Regions from separate parts of the Mus musculus genome. Here regions 2 and 3 are each linked to region 1. The links are chromatin contacts, called in public Hi-C and HiChIP or PLAC-seq maps. All regions are on one chromosome and are shown on one strand. Each heading gives the region's core, a stretch centred on a gene start, on an enhancer-like site or on the middle of the called end of the contact. The rest is flanking DNA. Distances are from core to core; before and after follow the strand shown.

Region 1 (4,733 bases), core at 1,211-3,710:
ATTATGTCATAAACTTAACCTCAGATTATATAGCTTTGAATATCAATGGGTCTAATAGGATTTTTCTGGAGCAAATGTACAATATTTGAGAAAGAAGCAATTGGTTCATAATTCCATAATTTAAAAAGTACTTTCCACTCAAAACCTCATAGTCATTTCTGGTATTTAACTGGAAAGTGTCCATTATATTTCAAAACAAGGATTTAAGTAAGTAGCATCTATAATTATACAAGTGTTAAATGGCTACTTAAGAGAAGAACCTCTTGATGTGGAAAAATTCACTTATAATACACTTGAGGGATGCTTTTTCATGCCTTGGAACACAAATGAATAGTAGCACTGAAAAGGAGTAGTTGTCTTAAGGTACATTTTAATAATATTTTGTGTAGGAAAATATGCATTTGATTTGAAAAGCAAATGATTTAATATGTGCAGTAAAATCCAGGCTATCCCTTTTTCTTTCAGCCTCCAGATCGCCTTCTCAGGTTCAAAATGTTTTTCTTTTAGTCTTTCTTGACCAAATTCTAATGCTTACAAAGCACAGTATAGAATTAAAAATAGATTGCTCTCTTCTTAGCAAGCCCACATCACAATTTTTCTCGAGCTGTAAAAATACTTCAGCATGTAAAAATAGTTCAGGTTGAATAATATTTGAAAAAATAAAATAAAAGCCAGATACTACACTGTTTTCACTGGAGCTCAGTCATCAGCACGGAGTTTCTGGATAGGCGCAATAATCCACACTGGCCAGAGAGGGCAGTGTGTACCCACTGAAAAGGCACAGGCAGCGGAGCTGCAATTCCTTGAGTACCTCTGGAGATTGCCCTATCCAATTCAGTTTCCTTGAGTTCTGCAGGTAAAGCTGTGTAACAGATCCAACTGAGTGTTGCGGGAGGCTACTCTCATATAGTCGTGTCATTATGATGCTGGCAACCCTACTATGGTGGGTTCACAATTAGAATGAAGAGAATTCCTCTAAAGCAGCAGAAATCCATTTGTGCATGTGGTTCATTTATTATTAAAGAGTGAAACAAAATGTTAATTTCCAAGGAAATAACTACATAATCAGGAGTTAAAGCAGCTACAGAATTTTTTATTTGTTTTTATATAATAAAATTATTAAGAATTTATGGATTAACTGAAATAAATATTCACTGGCTAGAAGGTTAGTGGTTATCTTGGCACAGTCTGAACATAAAAGTATTGATATGCATATAGTTAGGTAGGTAAATATTTAAATTAAATGGCTGTAACGTCAATTAGTAATTTATGAATATTTGTCCAATTATGAAGTTTGTCTAAAACGTTGTTAGTTCAAGAACAACAAAAAGTTCCACTGAACTTTCTAACAAAACAAATTTGAAAATAAGGTGTTAACACGTACCAGGAAAACACCAAAATGTGTAATTGTGCAAATATCAGGATTCAGTGCTAAAAATGTAAGCGCCAGTATTTTAACACTGTCATACTTTCTCTCTTAATATAAGAGGATTTAAAAAAAAAAACCCATTCAGATATTATTCATTTGCAATTAAATCATTTGGGGAAAAGGAAGTCATTTGCTGAAAGGCGGTGCTTTTTCTTGAGATTTATGAAAGGATCAATCCAGGACGAGTTCTGGAATAAACTTTGCCTCTCAATGTAAACCATCTAGAAATATTTATCTGAAACAGCACCTCCGCGGAGAGGCAGCCTCTCAGTGGCTTTAGGAGCTCGATGCTGTCAGCTCGCCGGCCGCTGCCGACCCGTGCATCCTCCGCACAGGACTCATGAGGCAGCGGGACTCGGCGATCCCGGGAAGGCAGCGCGGGGCGCGGGGCGCGGGGGGCATGCAGGGCCGCCGCGCAGCCCCGAGCCCGCAGTGGTGCCGCAGCCTCCCGGCCGCAGCAGGTGGGACCCGCGGGAGGCGCGGACATTGGGGGCTTCTCCGAAACCGCTGCGGCGCGTCGGAGTTGGGGCTTTCGTGGTTTGTGTGCTACCACTTTCTGCGGTGGCAACCTGGGGCCACCGGCCTTCGCTTCGCACACTTTGCAAGGCGCGGAGTCGCCGGCGTCCCCCGGAGCGAGCTCGCAGCGGCGGCGGGCGGCCTGGCCCAGACAAAGGGCGCGAAGGCGGCGGCGGAGCGGAGCGGAGCGCGGCCTGGCCCGCAAGGGGGCGCTGCCCGCACCCGCGCTTACCTTTGAGGACCGCGCAGAGCTGCTCCAGGGCCATGTTCCTCAGCGTCGGCGCTCCGAGAGCGCCCGAGGCGGCGGCGCGGTGGTCACGGCCCGGCGGGGTAGCTTCGCTCCGTCCCCATCGCCGGCCGCCGCCGCTTCCTAGCAGCGGGCGCAGCGCCTCGGCCCGCCGTGCCGGGTCCCCGACGGCCGCCGCCTCTCGGCGGGCTGAGGAAAGCCAGCGGCGGACGCTCCCGCGGCGGGCTCCCTTGAAGTGGCGCGCGCCGGGAGCCCCGGCTCATTTAAGCAGCGAGCGCAGCGCCGCGTGCCGGCCGCGGGGCCACTGCGCACGCGCAGCCCCGCCCTCCCGCGTGCCCCGCCCGCCACTCGCTTCCCGGGCCTCGCGCGCGGCCCACCCCTCCCTGCCGGTGTCTTCTCGAAGCCTTGAGCTCCCCAGGTCCGATTTTTCCATCCCCTCTCGGAGGACCTCAAGCTCAGGTGCTTGAAAACGTCTGCTCAGCCTTGCTGATCTCGGTGGAAGGGAGACCCCCGCGGGGGCCCTGGAGGTGCCCGGGTGAGTTCCCCCGGCCAGCAGTAAGGGTTGTTGCACCTACTGAACCTTCTCCAACAGTTGCCAGGCACAGCGCTGCTTGAGGAATCCTCACTCCCAGTCCTCGCCACAGTGGGCTGAAAGCTCCACGCCAGCCAGAAAAGTGAAACTTTGTTCTAGCTGCAGAGACAGGCGCGACTGAATGCAGACTGGGTCTCCCCAAGGCCACCCCTAACCACAGCCGTACAGACGGACCGCTGAGCGCCACCGGAAAGGAATTATATGTGCCTTGGATAGTTTGTGCATGATCTCGTCTTCCTCCAGCTCTTGTGCATTGAAATTGTCTTGCTGGCAGAGCTGCTTCATCCTACTGAAATAGAAATGACTTGAATGCAGGCGGGCTACAGTCATTTATTGGTTTGAGTTATGTGCATATAACAATGACTGGTATTGGGGGGCCTACCAATATTAAGTCCCTACCGTAATTGATCTGATATATAAATGTTTATCTAGCAAATTATGGCTAATTAGAACGTCCAGCAACTGAACAAAATATTCCAAGGGTGTCACATTCTTTCTTTTCTTGGATCGCTCTAAGAAAGTCACAGAAGTATAAGCAATTAACAAGTTTATAAATAAAACCAATTAACACCTATTAGCATAAAGTTGTTTAGCCCTTTGCTGTGTGCTTCAGTGGTTATGAAAGATGTGTGATTTGGGGCTTATAAGGTGATCACCTGCAGTTAAATTAAAATTGCACCCAGGAACCAGTGAATAAGGCATTTTAGAACCTTTTCCACAAATAAAATAATGATAAATGGGGACAGCAGTTAATAATTCAGTTTAAGTCCTGGGCAAGAGTGGATAAAGAAACTGGGAAGCCCTTTGAGTTTCTGGATCAACAATGCATAGTTGTTGATGGAGGAAAAGAAAAAAAACCCAAAAAACAAAAAACAGCCTGTATGATGTCATCAGAGAACGCTCCATGAAAAAGGGGAGAAAGAAGATGGAAAATGTTTGGATGGCAAGTGAAGAGGAGGGGTGTAGTCATGATTGTCAAGTGTCAGGTAAGATGCAAGTGTGAGCAGGGAATTTGGGACAAGTGTCATCAGAAACTAAAGATTAAAGAGAATGTGGACTTTGAATGTGGAGATGCACTCATCTCTCCATTGGTTTTAGGATGTCTGTCTCTTAATCCTCCTGACACATGTCAAGGTCTTCATAGGTGTATTAGTCAGGGTTCTCTAGAGTCACAGAACGTATGGATAGTCTCTAGATAATAAAGGAATTTATTGATGACTTACAGTCGGCAGCTCAATTCCCAACAATTGTTCAGTCGCAGCTGTGAATGGAAGTCCAAGGATCTAGCAGTTACTCAGTCTCACGTAGCAAGCAGGCGAAGGAGCAGGAGCAAGAGCAAGACTCCCTTCTTCCAATGTCCTTATATTGTCTCCAGCAGAAGGTGTAGCCCAGATTAAAGGTGTGTTCCGCCACACCTTTAATCCCAGATGAAAGGCGTAGCCCAGATTAAAGGTGTGTTCCTTAAACACGGAGATTCAATCTTCTGGAATCCATAGCCACTATGGCTCAAGATCTTCAAACCAAGATCCAGATAAGGATCTCCAAGCCTCCAGATAAGGGTCACTGGTGAGCCTTCCAATTCCGGATAGTAGTTCATTCCAAATATTGTCAAGTTGACAACCAGAAATAGCCACTACAATAGGAAACCGTGAGCATGTAAGCTACGCATATCCTCCTTCAGGCTTTCAATCACCTCTAGATTAACTACAATACTGAGCACAGTGATTATACAGTATTTGGTTGGGGGATAACAGTAGGAGGAAGATCTGCACGTATTCCATACAGACACTTAGAGAAGGTTGCTTGTTCCAGTACTGGTTGAACCTTTGGATGCTGAGAGGTCAGGATTCGGAGGGTTGACTGGACTTGTTTGAATGTCAGGCATGGAGGTTGTAGTTTGGTTCTTAGTCCAGGGCAATCATTTTTTTTAGTGGAGTCATGGAGTCCTG
Region 2 (4,733 bases), core at 982-3,481, 250 kb before region 1:
AGAGCAGTCAGTGCTCTTAACCGCTGAGCTATCTCGCCAGCCCATATAAGTTTTTATAGAGATACTTTAATGTAAACCATTTTCTCAGCTGGACATGATCACATTTAACCATTGAGGGGCAGAGGAATGTGTGAAACTTTATATCTGGGCAGACAGAGTGAGATATGGAAATAACTTCCTCTGTAGAGGTGTGTGTGTGTGTGTATGTGTGGTGTGGTGTGAATTTGGTCAGTTTAACTCAGTTTTCTCTGAAACACCTTTTTATGGCAACTAAAAGCGGTGTTGCAGGAGGGTCTGGGGAGCAAGAGTGGGGGCAGAAAGAAACAGTGTGACAAAAGACATTTTGGTAAGCTAGAGCAGCAGTTTGGAATTCTGTGGATTGAATAGAGATGAGCTTTGTAGTATATGATATATATGGCCAGGTGGTGCTGGTACATACCTTTAATCTCAGCACGCTGGAGGCAGAGGCAGGAGGATTTTGGAGTTCAAGGCCTAGTCTACAGAACGAGTTCCAGACAGCCAGAGCTACTTAGAGAAAGTCTGTTTCTTATATTTTTTGGTTGTGAGCATAGCCTTTAATGTCCAGATAAATCCAGTCTCACGGCCCCTCCCCCCACCCCCCAAAAAGTAATGGTGTTGAGCTCAGCACTAAGAGCAGTAAAGACAGCCAAGGTGGGAGTAGCCTTTCTGTTTTCCAGGGGCTGAGAATTTAGTACTTGCTTTGATCTAAAAGTTAAACTCCAGGTACAGTGGTTTCTCCTGGAGATCCTTGGAGGCAGGTCTGGACCAGGTGCCCAAGCAAGGGGATGGCCTCTTGACTGCTTTTTTTTTTTTTTTTTTTTTTTTTTTTTTTAAGAAAAAGCCTGGGGAGCAGGAAAGAGCAGCAGGATGTGGCAAGAACGCTCAGAGGGAGCAAAGCAGCAGCCAGAAGCCTCAGGATCTACAGGAGCAGAGGGTTTGCTTAGCAGGTTTGCTGAGAAGGAAAGCCTGAAGCTCTGGCAGCTGTCCTCGCCAGCAGGCAGACAGAGACAGCGCCCCCGCCCCGCCCCCGCTCCCGCCCCCACTCGGGTCCCCAGCCCCACCCCCGGAGAGGCTGATCTTTAGTTGCGGAAAGGCAGCATACACTTATGAGAGAAAGCAGCGTTTGTGTGTGTGAGACATGTGTGGTGACAAGTGTGTGTGTGTGCGTGTGCGTGTGCGTGTGCGTGTGCGTGTGTGTGTGTGTGAGAGAGAGAGAGAGAGAGAGAGAGAGAGAGAGAGAGAGAGATGACCACAGCAAATCAGGAGTGGGATTAGATCTAGGAAACAATTGGGGAGTGTTTTTATGAAGAACTGGAGCCTGAAATGAAAAGTGATGTAACCGAAGCAGTAAGAGAAAGGGTCGAATGCAAGAGCCTCAGGTTCCGTTCCACTGCCTTAATGTAAGGTCCTTTGGAATCTAGAAGTCAGGGGCTGGTGAGATGGCTCAGCAGGTAAGAGCACTGACTGCTCTTTCAAAGGTCCTGAGTTCAAGTCCCAGCAACCACATGGTGGCTCACAACCATCCGCAATGAGATCTGATGCCCTCTTCTGGTGTGTCTGAAGACAGCTACAGTGTACTTACATATAACAATAAATAAATCTTTAAAAAAAAAAAAAAGGAATCTAGAAGTCAACTGTGTCACACTCTGGCCAATGGTAACCATCATGGAGGGGTACTGAGGCCAGACCATGCGTGAAAGGACTGGTATAGGCACAGCGTGCCCCAAAACCAAGTTCTTAGCATAACCCAGAGAGACAGAGGGCCGGAATAATAAGAGACAGAGTTAGAAGAAGAAGGAGGTTGAGGGAAAAGGGGAAGGGAACAAAGGAAAGGGGAGGGATATCTGTCCTAGGGGAATAAGAGACTACCTCTGAATAGAGAGGAGACAGACATGGCCCACAGGCAAATGGTAGTTTATAAGGGTGAAAGGGGAAACCTTATGTTGGAATGAGCTGTTGAATTTTAATTGGGCATGTTAATTAGCTCAGGCTGGCTAGAGCCTCTTCAATGAGACTTAGGTTTCTGTTGCTGTGATAAAACATGCCCAAAAGCAGCTTGATGTGGGAAAGATTTATTTTATCTTCCATGGTAACATTCCATCACTGGGGGAAGTCAGAGCAGAAACACAAGCAGGGCATTTCCTGGAGGCAGGGACTGAAGCAGAGACCTTGGAGGAAGACTGTTAACTGGTTTCATAAAACCATAACGAGGCACACTGTTGTCAAGGAGTCACACTGTCTGCAAGCATAGCCGAGTGTCAATAGTGGCAGGGGTTGGCTCTCTCCCATGGGATGGGTCTCGAGTTAGGCAGTCACTGGTTGGCCGTCCCCTCAATCTCTGCTCCATCTTTATCCCTGTGTATCTTGTAGGCAGAACACATTTTGGGTTGAAGGTTTTGTGGGTGGGTTGATGCCCCTCTCTCTTCACAGGAAGTCCTGTCTGGTTACAGTAGGTGACCAGTTCTGAAAAGGAAAAGTTTCACTAATCTTAAAAAGATTCAGGACTGGAAAGATGGCTCAGAGTTAAGACATGGATACAGTTCTCAGAAAACCTCCCCCTCCCCTGTCTCTCCCCTGCCCCTTCCCCCCACCACCCCAGCAGCTCACAGCTCTTTGTAACTCCAGTTCCAGGGACCCCAACCACCTCCTCTGCCTCCTAGGGAACCAGGTACATATGTGACACACACACACATATGTAGACAAAACACTCATACAGGTACATGTGTGATGCACACACACATATGTAGACAAAACACTCTTACAGGTACATGTGTGACGCACACACACATATGTAGACAAAACACTCATACAGGTACATGTGTGATGCACACACACATATGTAGATAAAACACTCATACAGAAGTAAATATTTTTTTACTGTTAAAAACAAAAGGAATGTTCACACTGGATTTAAAACTTAGTAGAAAACCATGATAAGCAAGATAGCATAGCAGTGAGACAAAGAGAGGTGAAGAGTCGGTGAAATAGAGTATGTGAATAATGTAGAATAATAGAATAATGTATGTGAACAGCTGTTCACACGTAGAGTCAGGTGATGTTTGACAAATAACTCAAGACCATTCATAGGCAAAGAATAGATCACTCAATGAATTCTGACAGGACAACTACATAAAGCCATGCAAAGAAAGAAAAATTTGACACCTCCCTCCACCCCCACCCCGTCCCCAAGAACTGGAGAGATGGGTCATCAGTTAGGGGCAGGAGTTGCTCTTGCGAGGACCTGAGTTCAGGTGCTAGCACCCACATGGTGGCTTACAACCATCCATAACTTCCTTCCGATCCAGGGTATCAGCTTCCTTCTAAGTAACCCCCGATTAGGCAATACTGTCTAGATATGATTTACAGCTCTCCTGACAGGGGCTGGGGAGAGAAGCAGAGCCCCAGACTCCTTGGCCAGGTTCACTCACTGGGAGCCAGAGTATGTGCTACAGGGGTAGCTGGTGTCTGCTTCCCCACGTGACTCACAGCAGCCCTCCTTCAGGAGACAACAGAGGAAGCCCTGCCTTCTTTGCCATCGCAGCCTGGAGTGGTGCCCCGGCCCAGGTGAGCTGGAGGGAAGCAGGAACGGACCCGAGCTTGGCCATAGGCTTTTGTTCTTAATGGGTTTTTATAGACTTGTTGAATAAATAAATGCTTCTTTGCCTGCTGCGGGATCTTAGCGCCAGTCCCAGCTATCTTAAACAGTGTCTCTTGTCATTTTGTCTGGCTTTTTTTTTTTTTTTTTTTTTTTTTTTTTTTTTTTTTTTGGTTTTTCGTGACAGGGTTTCTCTGAATAGCTCTGGCTGTCCTGGAACTCACTTTGTAGACCAGGCTGGCCTCGAACTCAGAAATCAGCCTGCCTCTGCCTCCCAAGTTAAAGGCATGCGTGCCACCACCACCCGGCTTGTCTGTTTCTTTGTTTTCACTGTTAAGTTTGTCTCTTTGGGAGCACATCTATGGAGCACTTTGTGGTCACCAACCCTAAACAAAATTCTCTAAACTGTTTTTTGTTTTGCTTGGGGGTTTTATTTTCTTTATTTACTTTTTTGTTGTTGTGCTGTTTGTTTTTGAAGTAGGGTCTTGCCTATACTCCAAGCTGGTCAGGAACTCTCAATCTTTCTACCTTAGCCTCCCAAGTACTGTGATTACAGGTGTACATTTCCATGCCTGGCTCTGAACTGGTATTTTTGTCTTGTAAATATACTGGGATTTTGTTCCAGAACTCAAGCATGTTCAACAAAATGTTATCCTACATAGACCCGTGTTCCTATTATTTACATGTTGTTTTATGGAAACAAATGTAATGCCTTAAACACCAATTATTTAGTTAGATTTCAGTTTTGTGGCTCAGGAAAGACTTAGCTGTGTGGGGATCACTTAGTATTTATCAAGAAGGTGGGGTAGACTGGCAGTTCCAGGCAGACTGCATTTCCATGCCTGGTGGCTTGGCAGGGATGGTGGAGCACAGGACAGCTGAGCCCATCTCTCTCTTTAGTACTTAGAGCCTGTTCACATGTCTTCAGTAAGATGGTCCAAGTTTTTCCATGGTGGCTCAGAGCTTCAGTAGTGACTGTTCCTGGAGACTAAGAAGGAATGAGAACCTCTTCTGAAGTCTCAAAAAACTTCCGATTGGCCTGAAATCTAGATGGGATGTCCCTGCCTAGGAAAGGAATAAGGTTTAGAAGGATGTAAATTGAGCTGACTGAGGCTTG
Region 3 (4,733 bases), core at 727-3,226, 230 kb after region 1:
CTGTATCTCATGGTGTTCGTGGACCCAGTGATGTTGTTAGTGGCAGGCAACCAGTATCTTCTGTCCTATGTAGTAAAATATAGAGCTAATTCCAGCTAGCAGTCAAGTCGTGACCCTTCATTGATTTCTGAATTAGGATACCTCCAGATTATGTGAGCCTGCTTATATCTGTTCACTCCCACCTAGTGTACCAGCCTTTCTATATCTGCAAGCTTTTCTCATAATTTTAGATTGCTTTGAATTGAATTCAGGTGTTCTGTTTCTGGATGCTTCTGGATAAAAGTATCGTAGATCGAACAGACCATAAGGAGAAAATGTGTTTAATATACTTACCCTACTGAATGTCATAGTTTTGCATTGTAGTACTTTGTGGATTATCAGCTGTTTATTCTCATAAAATGACGTTGCTGACTGGGAGCTGTTTAGTACCACAAGAATCTAATTGTACCACATATTTCTAGCCTGAGAAAAGATAAAAATTTTAAGTATGTTTTCTACTGAATTGCTGTTTCTTTTATATCACTGTAAAAAAAAAAATACTAGTGTCTTGGTCACTGTTCTATTGCTGTGAAGACACTATGACCAAGGAAACCCTCATAAAGGAAAGCATTTAATTGGAACTTGCATTCAGTTTCAGAGCTTTAATCCATTATTTTGGTGGGAAGCATGGCTCTGGAGCAGTAGCTGAGAACTTTAAATTCCTGATCCTCAGGCAACAGGGTGGAGTGGGGGAGAGGGCCCTGGCTTAGGCTTTTGAAACTTCAAAGGCCAACCCCAAGGACATAAATCCTCCAAGGCCACAACTCATAAGCTTTCCCAAACATTATCATTCTTTGATGACTAAGCATTCAAACATTTAAGCCCATGGGAGCCATTCTCATTCAACCCACCACAACTACTTAAGTCCTACCTGATGATTTAACCATTTATCTGACTCCCATTGAGATCACATCCTTAGCTTTTCTAGATAGGGTTTCAGTAAGAAGATCTCTTGCTGGGTTTGGGGAGATTGCTCATTTGCCTTAGAATTATTTGAACCTGTTTTGATAACTGCCTCTCATGTTAAAGTGTAGGATATGGTGGTACACTGGGGAGGCAAAGGTGTGTACATCCTTGGGGCTTGCTCGTCAGACCTGGTAGACTTGGCAAGGTTCAGGCTTGTGGGAGGGAGGGCCTCTCTAAAAAAAAACCCAAAAAACATTGCTGTCAACTCCTGGTCACTGCGATTCTCTTGAGTCAGGGATCTATCTTTCTGTAATCCATGTGGTAAGTATTTATACTTTCCTTCTTTTTTTGACTCTTTGCCATTCCCTCTATGTCTGTGCTTTCCAGTTGCTATAGCAGAAGGATTGGGGATGGAGCCTATGACTGTTGCCTTAGAACTTTGGCTCTCCTTTCTGTTGGCACACTGGGTAACACTCCTCTAAGTTGTACTTTGTATGCAGGAAGACTGCTATCCCTGAACCACAAAAACACACCTTTCTGGTGTTCAGAAACTACAGTCCTACTCTTTGACATCTACTCTTGGCCAGTCCTTTAACAGTTGCAGTCTGTGGTACTGAAGAGCTATAGAGTATATATTTAAATCACCTAGAAGCATCAGTTCCTTTACAGAGGGAAACAAACTTGGAGGGGTGTATGATTTTTCCCTCTTAACTTAATGATAGAGTCAGAACTAGATTCCAGGTTAAGAACATCAGGGTGAAAAATAAACCCCACTAGACTGTGGCTCCGAGGTTATTTTTGTTCACATCTTGACATTCAACTCCTCTATAGGCTAAACTCACTTAATATTTTTTAGATAAAGCCCAGATTGTTGTTGTTTTAGTCTAAGCACAGCCTCACCCTTTCCGGGCTTCCGCAGAAGGCTCTATTAATCACTCCAAATTCACCACTTCTCTTCAAGTGTTGCCTAAGTAACTGTTGGCTGGGCCCAGGCTAGTTCCCTGTGCTTTTTCACTGATTTGGCTTTTTTTAGGTCTGAGCAGTTCTTTCAGCATCTCCTGGGACAACTAGGGTGATACTAGACTATGTTCTTTCTCTCTCTCTCTCTCTGCTGATCATTCTCCAAGGCCTGTATTAAATGCTCAAAGAGCACTTCAGTATCTATTTATAGCCACGGCAGTTCTCAACTCCCAGTTACACATCCAGCTAATTTCACATTGCCTCTGGGGTTGCATTTAAACCTATAACTTCTTCATTTTGGTGAAGATTCAAGTTTTACTTATAAAGTATCCGTTGAATCCTAAGGCCTAACCTTGGGGAAAAGTTTTCTGAGCATTAACTTATAAATAGACTCTTATGTTCGACCAAATCCTCACCTTGCTTCATCAGTAATTCTGGTGTTTGAGATTAAGGATGAATGAAAAGTAAAACAATTAAAATTGATATTTACTTTTTAAGGTTTATATTGTTTATATTGTGTTCTCCTTGTTTTTTAGTAAAGTAAAAAACAGTAAAATATTAGATATGTAGCAGTTTAAGATTCCTTTAGTGACCGTGTTATTCCTATGGCATTCATTGTTTAAGGCAACTGCTTGGTATTTTTTCTTTCTTTCTTTTTGATTCTATTATTATTATTAATTATTATTTTATTCTTCTCTCAGATATTATATCCAGATTGCGGTTTCCCCTCCTTCCTGTCCTCCCAGTTCCTCCTCCACACTTCCACACCCCATCTATTCTTCCTGCTATTCTCTTCAGGAAAGGGCAGGCCTCCCATGGAGATCAACCAGACATGGCATACCGAGTTGCAATAAGAGGATGCACCTTCCCAGTAGGAGGAAAGTGTCTCAAAGGCCCTTGTTCCCACTGTTAGGAATCCCACAGGAAGACCAAGCTATACAACTGTAATAAATATGCAGAAAGCCTAGGTCAGACTCATGCAGGTTTCTTGGTTGTCAGTTCAGTCTCAACCCATAACAGCCCAGGTTGGTTGATTCTGTGAGATTTCCTGTGGTGTCCTTGATGTCTCTGGTGTCTACAATCCTTCTTCTCCCTCTCCCACAGGATTCTTTGAGCTCTGCCTAATGTTTGGCTATAAATCTCTGCATCTGCTTCCATCTTTGCTGGATAAAGCCTCCTTGATAACAGTTGGGCTATCTGACCTCTGGGTCCTAGCAATGTCAGGGTTGAACACCCTCTCATGGCATGGGTCTCAAGCTAGACCAGTCATTGTTGGCCACTTTCACAATTTCTGCATCACCTTTACCCCAGCACATCTTACCAAATTGTAGCTTGAAGGTTTTGTGGCTGGGTTGGTGTCCAAATTCCTATTCGGGCTCCATATCCCCTATTGCTAGGAGTCTTAGCTAGAGGTACCTGGGAGTTTCCATTACACTAGGTTTCTAGCTTGTCCCTGAGATAACCAATTACAGTAGTCTCTTGTAGTATACACTCTCTATCTCGCCTCCCTGAACTTGATGCCTCCTGTTCCTGTCCCCACCCACCCCTCGTCCACTTGTGTGGAGGACTAAGAGTTCAAGACCATGGCTACATAGTGAATTTAAGGCTAGCTTGGGGTGCATTTGACCCTAAGTCAAAAAAATAAAAAGATAAAATCCACCCCCCCATGAAAACAAGACTAGTTACAAAGCTACAGTAATTTAAGATTGTATGATTTGTCTATACAAACAAACATTGAGATCAATAGAATTAACAGTCCAGAAATAAATCCATTCATATGGGGTCAATTCATTTTGATAGTACAATGACCCAATTAAAAACAGTCTTTTCAGTGTGGAGTCCTGGAACCAATGGATATCCACATGTAAACCAATAGATCTGTATCTCACCTCATACTATGTGCAGAAATAAACTCGATGTAGTTCAGGGACCTTACTTAATAGGAACTACTGTCGATGGTTAGAAAGAAGCTAAGTGGGGCACTTGTGATATAGGATTACATGGTGGTTCTTAAGTCTGGGGCTTAAAACACAAGCATCACAAAAGGAGACAATGTTTCATATAGGTTTTTATCTGCAGTGAAATTTTTCTGGGTTTAATGCATAGTATTGGACATTATTTGCTTAGTTATTATATGCATTATATGTAATATATGCATATTATAGTTATACAGTTTTTGTTCAGAAAATTCCAAATTTTTCTAGAATGCCTATATGAACTTGCATTTACACCAGCAAGAATGATGCAGTTTGTTTCTGTCTTGGTATCATCAGTAGTTTCTATTTTAGCTTCTCTGGCTGGCTTATAATGATGCCTAATTCTGATCTTATTTTGATTTCCTATTGGCTGATAATGTTGACAGCTTTTATGTGTTTATTTGTGGCCTATATATCCCTTTTGGTAAAAATATTTCTCTCTATATTTTTGTCAATGCTTTAGTTAGATTTTTTTTTCCAAATCTTGAGAGTCCTTTATATATACTCTATATGCCAGTACTTCTTTATTTATTTATTGAGGTAATAGGGATTGAACCTAGGACCTCATGTACATTGGCATGAGTTATACCCACAGCTTATATCCTAATCTTTAAAAAATGTTATATATATGTGTTTGTGCGACCTGCATACAAGAGCCTGCAGAGGTCAGACAAGGCTTTGGGTTCCATGGCACTGGAGTTACAGATGGTTGGGGCTGCCATGTATGTTCTGGGAACCAAACTTTCTGGAAGAGCAGTCTGTGCTGCTGAGTCATCTCTCCACCCTGCTTGTTCTAATACTAATAGAGGCTTTTGTAAAGGAAACATTTTTAATTCCGGTGAAAACCAGTTC

What was found. Hi-C and Micro-C count contacts between places; a contact is called where the count stands out from the background. HiChIP or PLAC-seq counts read pairs in DNA pulled down with a chosen protein or histone mark.
Region 2: a Hi-C map of cerebral cortex shows a contact between it and region 1, with 5 times the contacts expected there. The contact joins the enhancer-like site here to the promoter of Neto2 in region 1. A contact is called at or near these places in 14 of 39 promoter capture datasets (the 3T3-L1 cell line, 3T3-L1-derived adipocytes, the HPC-7 cell line and 8 more), 3 of 15 datasets of contacts at CTCF or cohesin (embryonic stem cells, large pre-B cells and stem cell-derived epiblast-like cells), 8 of 484 Hi-C or Micro-C datasets (the HPC-7 cell line, cerebral cortex, cortical neurons and 3 more), 5 of 115 datasets of contacts at active chromatin or transcription factors (bone marrow-derived macrophages, embryonic stem cells, neural progenitor cells and 1 more) and 2 of 9 other capture datasets (adipose tissue and embryonic stem cells).
Region 3: a contact with region 1 is called in an H3K4me3 HiChIP or PLAC-seq map of neural progenitor cells, with 7 times the contacts expected there. The contact joins the enhancer-like site here to the promoter of Neto2 in region 1. A contact is called at or near these places in 14 of 39 promoter capture datasets (the 3T3-L1 cell line, the C10 cell line, the HPC-7 cell line and 8 more), 4 of 115 datasets of contacts at active chromatin or transcription factors (astrocytes, embryonic forebrain, neural progenitor cells and 1 more) and 4 of 9 other capture datasets (adipose tissue, embryonic stem cells, liver and 1 more).

The regions. Positions count from the first base shown.
Region 1 is chr8:85,698,464-85,703,196 of GRCm38.p6, forward strand. Neto2 (neuropilin (NRP) and tolloid (TLL)-like 2) reads right to left here and starts at 2,461. Exons shown (of 9, transcript NM_001357288.1): 1 at 2,178-2,461. The coding sequence starts at 2,211. It overlaps Mir8109 (microRNA 8109), which reads left to right and starts at 2,442; the gene lies at 2,442-2,558.
Region 2 is chr8:85,451,525-85,456,257 of GRCm38.p6, forward strand. No RefSeq gene overlaps it. Among named protein-coding and RNA genes, the nearest start is that of 4921524J17Rik, 21 kb to the left of the region's middle. Within about 2 kb of position 2,232, at least 35 of the 459 cell types and tissues checked have an H3K27ac peak or open chromatin away from gene starts, as enhancers often do. A contact at or near this core is called in cerebral cortex, cortical neurons, neural progenitor cells and 1 more, where this site is marked.
Region 3 is chr8:85,924,370-85,929,102 of GRCm38.p6, forward strand. The region is part of intron 8 of Phkb (phosphorylase kinase beta); the gene reads left to right. Among named protein-coding and RNA genes, the nearest start is that of Phkb, 86 kb to the left of the region's middle. Within about 2 kb of position 1,977, at least 43 of the 459 cell types and tissues checked have an H3K27ac peak or open chromatin away from gene starts, as enhancers often do. A contact at or near this core is called in adipose tissue, astrocytes, neural progenitor cells and 1 more, where this site is marked.